Linked DNA regions of Mus musculus: regions 1 and 3 are each linked to region 2. Evidence: chromatin contacts called from public HiChIP or PLAC-seq data. All regions are on one chromosome and are shown on one strand. Each heading gives the region's core, a stretch centred on a gene start, on an enhancer-like site or on the middle of the called end of the contact. The rest is flanking DNA. Distances are from core to core; before and after follow the strand shown. Region 1 has its middle 17 kb from the start of Gm40167. Region 2 overlaps Ttll7 (tubulin tyrosine ligase-like family, member 7). Region 3 holds the start of Lpar3 (lysophosphatidic acid receptor 3).

Region 1 (2,821 bases), core at 309-2,808, 550 kb after region 2:
AACATGTTCCCCATAACTTGTTTCTGCTAAAGCTTCCCTCAACAAGACAATCCGATTTCTGAATGACCCAGGAAGAGGGGACCTGCGAAGCTTGGGGCAGATTATGCTTTGAGACCAAGCTACTGTTGGCTCGGTTGATGTCACTTGTTCTGTTGTGTGGCCCAATATCCCTCAGCCATAATTAAAACAATGTGTGTGTGTACACTCTTACCTCCAAAGTTTTTTATGCACAAAAATTATATACTTAAAGACAGAGAGCTCTGTTTCTCACCATTTTCTCTATCTCACAGGTTTTCATACTCCTGTGTCCATTCAAGTTTCTATTGGCTGCCAACTCCTGACGTGGAGTGCTGTGTAATGCTTGCATAGTTTGGAGGCAGTGAGACTGGTTCCGGCTTGGGAGTTCTGCGGGGTGATCAGGACCTTTTCTCTCTCTGTCTGCATGTCAGCACGTGGTTTCCATACCTACAGCTGCTTCATGTTTCACATGCATCCACGATAATAGCGGCCATAAAATCTGTCTTCTAGATGGGAAGCAAAGAAAAAAGAGGGAGGGAAAAGGCTACGTCTATATTCTGTTTTTAAAAGCTTTCCTGGAAATTAACCCACCAGGTGTTGATATTCCATTGGCCAGAAGTTAATCATGTGAGAACCACTTGCCAGGGAGACTGGGAAATGTGATCTTTTTGCTCCTTATTAAGGATGTGGACAATATGGGATACTGAACAGGAACAATCACAATGTGCGGGACCTTGCCTTCATTTTACTTATCCAGAGTCACCTACAAGAGTCTTTTAAAATCACAGTATCTGATTTTTGTGGATTTTCCCTTAACTCCTCATTTATTAATTATAATTGAATAAGGAAGAGCTGCTCCTTCCTCCTGGGAACACAATTCTTTATTTATAATGGTATCGATTCTTCTCTGATCCCTTTAACAAGAGAATGGTCTTTGGAAAAGAAGAACCAAGTGCTTCCAGCATTACCTATCTCCCTAAGATGGTTTGAAATAACAATACAGCTAGCTACAAGCTTTAAGAAATGTGGGCATCACCAAGGCCACACAAGCACCCAGTGTCCTCACACAGCTCAAAAGTGGCAGGAAAAGAAAAAGGTCACATCAGGGTAGATCCACTAGTGTAAATTTCTCATTTGTCAAAAATATGAATTCATAGTTGGCAAGAAAAAAGAGCCAGTTGAGCTAGACAAATATGATTTCTGTTGACAGGATATTAGGTAAAATAACTCACACAAACTAACTAAGGTGGCACCCAGTAAATATTTTTAATAGTTTTTGTTGAAAGGGCTATCATCATTCAAGCACTTCTTGGTCTCTGAGACGTGTGGGTGGCTTAGTTGTTTTGTAAGACCTTTTTGAAACATGATAGGGTATATGAAAATTTAAAAGACCGCGTCTTAGTTACTTTTCTACTGCTTAACAACGTGGCCAAGACAGGTTATAGAAGGAAGGTTATACTTGGGCTACAGTACCAGACGGGTAAAGGTCTATGATGGCAGAGGGGCAGAGCCGCGATGGGCGGAGCCGCGATGGGCGGAGCCGTAGCAGGAAGCTGAGAGCTCACTTCTTCAAACTGCAAGCAAGAAGCAGAGAACGCCAACTCAAACTGGCCAAGGCTTTAAGCTCTCAAAGTCCACATTTGCTCTCCAGCAAGGCCGTAACTCCCAAGCTGCCCCTAACAGTACTGCAAACTGGTGTCCAAGTATTCAAATACTGGAGACTTTGGGGGAACATCTCATTCAATCCATCACAATCATAAATATTTTTAAAATAAAAATGATAGTAAGTCCACTTTCTGATGAATGTCTATGGTCTTTGGGTGGGAATTTGATGATGGAGTCGTTCCTCCTCTTTTTGTTTAGAAAGCCTAGACATCAAGGTTTGGGAACCTGGCAAATGGGCTTGGATTCGGGTCTGCTGGCTAGAGTCTCCATCTGCATTTGACCTGCACATTTGCTGGTCAGCCGGGGTAAGGACGTAAGGGGTGGGATCGAGGACATAAGAGGGTTAGAATTATGAGTCCGAAGCCTTTGGGTCATCTCAGAGGTGTCTACCGCGAGACTGGCAACTGCACGTTTAAATTTTAATTTGAAATGCCACGTTCACCTCCTTATTGTATTTTCGCCGAGAATACAAGACGAGCATACCTAAAGAGGGGGAAACGGAGTGGCTTGTTGAACAAGATTGTTCTAGAAGTTGGGATCCTGATTTGTAGTCTTGATCAGAGTGCTAGAGGCTGTTCGCATCAGTTTAGCTCCTTCATTTCCCTGAGATCTTTTCTCACAGAACCTGTCCTGCTCTGAAAACCTGTCTAGGATTTCCCTAAGAGTGCCTTGGGCTGCCTGCAGTATCTTCAGTAGAACTCTTTTGCCACCTAGTGGCCAAATTAAAGATCTTCGCCTTACCGTATCTTCTGCTTCCAGGTCCCTCCTTGATTGCAGCAAAAAGAACAAAGCCATTTTAGACTTTCCTCCGCAAGAATGCGGCAAACTGCCAGAGCTGGGAGGAACAAATGTTTAATTCATGTCCTTGGAAGCTCCGCTGGGTGAACAAACACAGCGCCGCTTCCTAAGGCAGAGGCCTTGGTGCAGTGGGCATGTGGTTACAAAGCGGTTCCTGACGGCGAGAACACCCAGCGAGGTGCCCTGATAAATGTAACCCCAAGGAGATGTGTTTGGGTTACTCCCTGTGAGCTAATCTGTTACACGCTGGTCCTTAATGCTTTCAGCTGCTCCCAGTTAATACTCATTAAGCATGCATGCAGTGCCTGTCCCTCTCTAGACATCTGAAATAGAGAGGGGT
Region 2 (2,995 bases), core at 146-2,645:
TCTTAACACTAATCATCTCAAATAGCAGTTGCAAAATTCTTCTATGCAATTTTATTGTTTCTATTTCCTCAACTTGAATACAGTCTTAAATGGGACAAACACCATTGGAAGATATCCAATGTCATATATATATATATATATACACACAGAGGGGGGTAATAGAGTTACTTGGTAAATGAAATATTTACATTCCCAGAAAAGAAGCAAGCACACTCAAACAAAGTATGATGGGCACTGACTAAGTTTTCTTAGTTTACTTCCTAAATTATACTGACTCGATGTGATGATGCTAAATCCTAAATGTCATTTATGAATAACATGCTTCATAACAGAACAATAAATTATTGTCTCTGTATATTTAAATCACCACCTTTTGAATAATTGATTTAACTTATTGCTATTAAATTAGAAAAAAATGAGCATAGAAAACTACTGAAATAAACTCAAAGAAATTTAAGTTGGTACTTCGCCTGAAGGAAGTCTGTAGTCTTTAGACCTCAGTAACAGACATTCTAAAGTCAACCACAAAGCATTGAAAAGGCCTCAACTATGCAATATGTGTATGCTGTAGGCTTAAGGATTCTACATTCAGAAGCCAGATCTGGGAAATCATCTACAATGCTGGAATACACCAAGCTCCTCTTTAAAACACCAAACTTTGGGCTGAAGGGTTGGCTCAGTAGTTAAGAACACTGGTAGCTCTTGCAGAGGACCCAGGTTCTCTTCTCAGAACCCACAAGGCAGCTCACAAGCACCTGTGACTCCAGGAACTCTGCACATTTTATCACATTTTATACACACACACACACACACACACACACACACACACACATTTGGGCTAAACATTCATACATATAAAATTAAAATAATAAAATATAAAAGGAAAATAGCAACTAAAAACAATCTAAATATACGCAATATAATCAAAATGGGTTATGACATGGTTATTAAAATGAAGTGTGAAAAGTTTTCACTAGTTTGAGAAGTTTCAGTATTTTCAGCAAGGCTGTGAATGATTCATGTGAAATAAAATAATATTTATCTCTCAAGAGTAGATGAATGAATTTCAAAGCTTACTATTTCCTTTGATTTACTAATTCTGAGTAAATATGCCATTTTATCCAACTATGCTACAATCATACGAAATAACCATGAATCATATGCCAGGATGAATTTTCATCAACTGTATCAATAAAGACCTGTTTCAATAGTGAACAAATTTGGCTTCTTCCAGAAGACTGGTTCCTAAGTAGTATGCAAGGATTATGATCCTGAGTCCCAGCACTCTGTGTTTATTTAAGTCCTTGAAGTATTTGCTAAACCACCTCTGAGGCTCACACTTCCAGGGCAAATCAAAATGTAAACAAGCTGATCCCAGATTCCAGACTCTCAAGCCAAGACTGAGGTCATCATGGAAAAATAACTAAGAGTGAAGTCACAACGCAAGCTGTATCAGTGGAGCACTAGCCACATGGCAGTCAGAGCAAAGGGGGAACACGCAAGCCATCCTGAACCCACTGAAAGGGGTTTTTCCCCCATTAGAGATAAAGATAAAGAAAGCACACTGCTGAAACCCTAGAAACCAAATCTTCCTCATCAATGTGGAAGTAATTTGGATTTTAGGTTCTGATTTAAGTTTTCTTTCCCATGTCAGGTCTGAGAGGTCACCAGGGAGTAGGTGGAAATTAAGACATTTGCAAATTTTAAAAACCAAGATATGACTGGATAGAACTTGGCAATAGAGAGATTCCCTAATGGGCACAAGGCCCTGAGACACGGACTTAGTACACAGAGGAAGAGGAAGGGAGGGGCAGGAAGAGGAGGAGGAGGAGGTGAGGTGGAAGAGGTAAAGGAGAGGGAAGAGGAGGAAAAGGAATAGAGGAAGAGAAAGGGAAGGAAAAGAGTAATCGAAGGAGGAGGGGAAGAGAAACTTGGAGGACATGAGAGATGGTGCTTCTTGTCTTAGTTCATGCTGCTAAGTGGTACAGGGAAGGAAGATGAGGAAGGGGAGGCAACCACAAAGATGTGTCAAGGAGCAGCTAGGGCTTAGGACCCTGCATAGAGCTCAGTGTCATCCATCAGCTGAAAGTCACTGCCAGAGCGATGGAGGATTAATTCACATCATCTCCTGCCTTTGGACAGCACAGAAGGGGGGGATGCATAAAGGAGGCCAGGGATGGCAAAGGACCTCCAAACCCAAGGCTTTCAGGAGTGCCTTAAATGCCCTGCCCTCCAGCAGAGAAAGCACAACAGTGGACTGAAGCAGGAAGAGTCTATTGAAGTACTAAGACCCTAGGGACCCAGAGCAGGGCACTGAGGGTATCGATCCACACTGGCCCTACACATAACTCTCTTTTATCAAATGCTCGAAAGAAGATCTTTGAAGAAGGTTAAACCTCTACCTTCATAAGTGGATGAACAATTCATGCAATTAGTAGATTGGTAGATTAACGGCTTATTTCAAGAGAGTCGGGTGTAAAAGACATTTTGTCTACTTCAAAGAAACTGACTCCTACATGAAGATTTTCCCAATATATTTTTACATTCCTTGATGTCAGCAATCACTGAGTATTCCTGATGCCCTACATATTAGCATTTTGTGGTGTCAGGGTTTTAGATCCTGGACAATAGAGAACTGTGTGCTCTTCTCTATGCTGCGACTGCTAAGTCCTTAGTAACACAGCTGAAGAATCTCCCTTTGCATGCCAGACCATGCTTGGTAAAGAGTCCGTTAAAGCTTTTGGTCCATTTTTAACTGGAAGGTTTGTTTTGAATCTCATTAATTCTTTGTGTATTCCTGATGAGAAGGTTTTACCTGCTGTGACAGGCAGTCATCAGAGGTAGAAGAGGAATGTAGAGACCCCAAGGTCTAGCCATCAAGAGAATAACAAGAACACAGTATGCATTGGGGACTAGTTCCTTGCCTTTCCAAAAGCAGTCGAAACAGACATTTGAGATCGAGATCGAAAGAGAGAGAGGGTTGGGGGAGGAAGGG
Region 3 (3,072 bases), core at 348-2,847, 660 kb after region 2:
AAAGAACAGCCAGACCGAATTAGAACTGGTCTGATACAAAGACTTGCACTTGCTGAATGCATTCAGCAAGATATAGAAGAGTGGTATCTGTCTCTAAATCAAAGAGAAGAATCAAGGTTTTGAATAATGCTAAAGAATAAAAAGTATAATAGGAAAAGACCTCCTAAGCGGTCTATTTCACTAGCTGTGTGGTCGTGACAAGCGGTGTAAGTTTTGTCCCATGGTTAGATGTCCGGGGTCACAGGTTCTCAAGGTATAGATCCCACCTAACAGGCAGTATTTGTTGGTTAGAGGTTTTTAGAATGGCTCAGTTTGCTTAAACAAACAGTATCGAGGCTGTTCTGATGGAGTTCCTTCTGGTGGGAGCAAGAAGGGAAATTCTAATCACTTGTCCACTGGATTCAAATCTTTGGACCCAAACCTCACTAGCAGCAGGATAAGCAAATATCGGTAGACAGCAAACCCAAGAACTCTCTTTAGCAATTCAATCGAGGGGCATTAAGTGAAGGCTGGGCATGCACTCAACTTTCACACACTTGCAAAAAGGAGTCTGTCTAGGTCTAACATTCACTTTGTCCTCAGACTTACAAATTACAAGAAGGAGCCCTGAAGAGCCTAATGTGACATTCCAAGACCAAGAGTTGGGCAGGAGAAAAGTGTGCAATGGCAGGGGCAAATTATGAAACATTTAGGGAAAATCATCCCATTTACAAATTAACCTCTAAGTGCTTTGGAGGGCCCTGCCCATGATCCCATTAATAAAACTAAATTGTTTCCAAGATTCAGCCAGTCCTTAAATCACAAGCCTGAGAAAATTCTAAGCAGCTTCTGATAGCTGCAACTTGCACAGAGAAGGCAATGAAGAAACTGCTACAAAACAAAGCACTATTGTGGCCCGTGATGTGGGAGATGGGAGACCTTTGGCTCATCCCGCACAACCCTGATAGCGTTCAGAGCTGGTCATGGTAACTATTTCCCAAATCTTGAGACGCACGCACTCGCCTCGAGATTTTACCAACAGACAGACCACCACACCGGTGAAACTAACTGCAAGGTGGGAAATGTCACCTCCCAGGGATCCCGGGGAGAACCCGTTTCCCATCACCATATAACTTCCCAGAGTTTGGAAAGAAGCGCCCCTGCAAAGCGCGTCGCGATGGAGCCTGGCACCCCTGCTCCCGGCCCGTCAGTCCCCAGCCGAAGCCGAAGCAGCCCGGCTTTTGCATCTGCATTGCTTTTTGCTCTAGGGAAAACACGAAGTGGGAAAGCGCAGGGTACGCCACACACCGCGAGGAAAGTTCCGCCCCAGGAGTTTGGAGAAATGGATTAGAAACCAAAGAATCCCCCCAAAAAGCCCCGGCCCGCAGAGGCTCCGGGAACCTCCCATCCCGCGCTGCGCACCGCACTCACCGCTGTCGCTCGCCCGCGCCGCCGAGCCCGGGAGCCGAGCGTCCCGCCGCTGTCGCATGCCCTCGGGGGAGCGCGACGGGGCGAGCAGGCTCCGGCCAGCCAGCAGCGGAAGACGCGGAGCAGGCAGAGCCAAGCGCCTGCTCTCCAGCGTCCGCGGCGACGCGCCGGGAGTCCCGGGCAACTTTGCTAGGACGAGGGGGTGGAGAGGTGGAGGGCGGCCCGGTCCCGCCCGCCAGCCCGCCCGGCCTGTGCCTCTGCAAGTTCCCACGGGAGCGCGCCCCCCGCCGGCCAGGCTCGGATCGGCACGGCAGAAGGCCAGCGGTCCATGGAGGCGCTCTGCCTTGGTTGGGGACCTGGTGCCTATGGGGCAGCCAGCTCTGAGAGACTACCTAAGGTCCCCTAAGGGGACAGTAGCATCTAGAGGCCCTACACAGGGAGCCATACCTCAGAAAGATGCCCAGACTGAAACTCATTCCTCTGACTCTCTCTATGATGGAAGATACCTATTTGAGGTGTCTGCTGGGAAGCATATCCCTACCCCCACACTACTTACGGGAGGCAGGCTCTCAGCCAGGACCAAACCTGATACCCTAAAGCCTGAACCCCAAAGCTGCTCTAGAGTTCAAGCAACCCCAGAGGCCAAGAACAGGTCACCTTTGTGTTACAAGAGGGAACAAAGCCTGCTTAAGTTTCTCGTGGGAGTCATTTTGGCCTCCCGCAGTCAACAGTCCTGAAGGTGCTGTTTCAAAACTGACCCACCTTTGCTTAAGGCCGGGGAAAGGAAAGCAAGAGTAAAAGGCTTCTCTGCCCTAAAAACCAAATTCTGGGTCCCTGCATGCTAGAAGGTAAGCTGAGGACAAGATCCTGTGAAGTGAAGTCATTCTTAGGCAGCCCGGGGCACTTGGGAAACGTCTAGAGTGTGGGTTCGGACGTACTTCACCATCCGTTCAATCATGTGCATTCAATGGGACCCATCTCTGTACCACCGATGGCTTAGTTGGTCAAGTGCATAAGCTCAGATTGAATTTGATCCTCAGTCGAGTCATCTTGCCTCACCCACCCACAAGCCCTGTGCTGGAAAGGTGGAAACAGGACGATCCTTGGGTTTTGCTGGTCAGCCTGTCTAGCCCACGGATGAGCTCCAAGCTCTGCTAGAAACCAGGTGTTAAGAAATTGAGGAAGACACCGGAAGTTAACTTCTGGGTTCCGCGCGCGCGCGCGCGCACACACACACACACACACACACAAGCACACACACATGCACGCAGACTCTTAAGATGAAATTTAAGGATTATCTTCTTTCAACCCTTGTTGGGTCAGGGGTGTCCCACTTCTTTTCCAGATATTTTTATAAGTAAAACCAAATTAAAATTAGTACCACTTAGTAAAAACAAATGAAAACCAGTACTTCAAACGGCAAGCTCGAAGATGACTACTGGCTGGAGAGTCACTCAGAACCTTTTAAACAAACACTCACCAAACAGCCTCCTTGTGCTCTTATATTTCTGGGAAAGCAAGGAGTCACAGCCTTGTTTCGCAAAGGTAGAGGGGGTTTCAGACTGCAGCCTTGAAGGAGCTGTGCCCCTGCTGCACCCCACGTGTCTTGGTGTTGTAATGTGAGTGCTACAAGAAGTTAAAAAGTAAACAAACGAACAAATAAAC

What was found. HiChIP or PLAC-seq counts read pairs in DNA pulled down with a chosen protein or histone mark.
Region 1: an HNF4G HiChIP or PLAC-seq map of pancreatic cancer cells shows a contact between it and region 2. The contact joins two enhancer-like sites. A contact is called at or near these places in 3 of 484 Hi-C or Micro-C datasets (the G1E-ER4 cell line and pre-megakaryocyte-erythroid progenitors) and 3 of 115 datasets of contacts at active chromatin or transcription factors (embryonic basal ganglia, embryonic forebrain and pancreatic cancer cells).
Region 3: a contact with region 2 is called in a FOXA1 HiChIP or PLAC-seq map of pancreatic cancer cells. The contact joins the promoter of Lpar3 here to the enhancer-like site in region 2. A contact is called at or near these places in 5 of 39 promoter capture datasets (the HPC-7 cell line, HPC-7-derived erythroid cells, cranial neural crest and 3 more) and 2 of 115 datasets of contacts at active chromatin or transcription factors (embryonic midbrain and pancreatic cancer cells).

What each region holds. Positions count from the first base shown.
Region 1 is chr3:146,327,703-146,330,523 of GRCm38.p6, reverse strand. No RefSeq gene overlaps it. Among named protein-coding and RNA genes, the nearest start is that of Gm40167, 17 kb to the left of the region's middle. Within about 2 kb of position 1,558, at least 118 of the 459 cell types and tissues checked have an H3K27ac peak or open chromatin away from gene starts, as enhancers often do. A contact at or near this core is called in pancreatic cancer cells, where this site is marked.
Region 2 is chr3:146,874,486-146,877,480 of GRCm38.p6, reverse strand. All of the region lies in intron 1 of Ttll7 (tubulin tyrosine ligase-like family, member 7), which reads right to left. Among named protein-coding and RNA genes, the nearest start is that of Ttll7, 24 kb to the right of the region's middle. Within about 2 kb of position 1,395, at least 60 of the 459 cell types and tissues checked have an H3K27ac peak or open chromatin away from gene starts, as enhancers often do. A contact at or near this core is called in pancreatic cancer cells, where this site is marked.
Region 3 is chr3:146,219,486-146,222,557 of GRCm38.p6, reverse strand. Lpar3 (lysophosphatidic acid receptor 3) reads right to left here and starts at 1,597. Exons shown (of 3, transcript NM_022983.4): 1 at 1,411-1,597.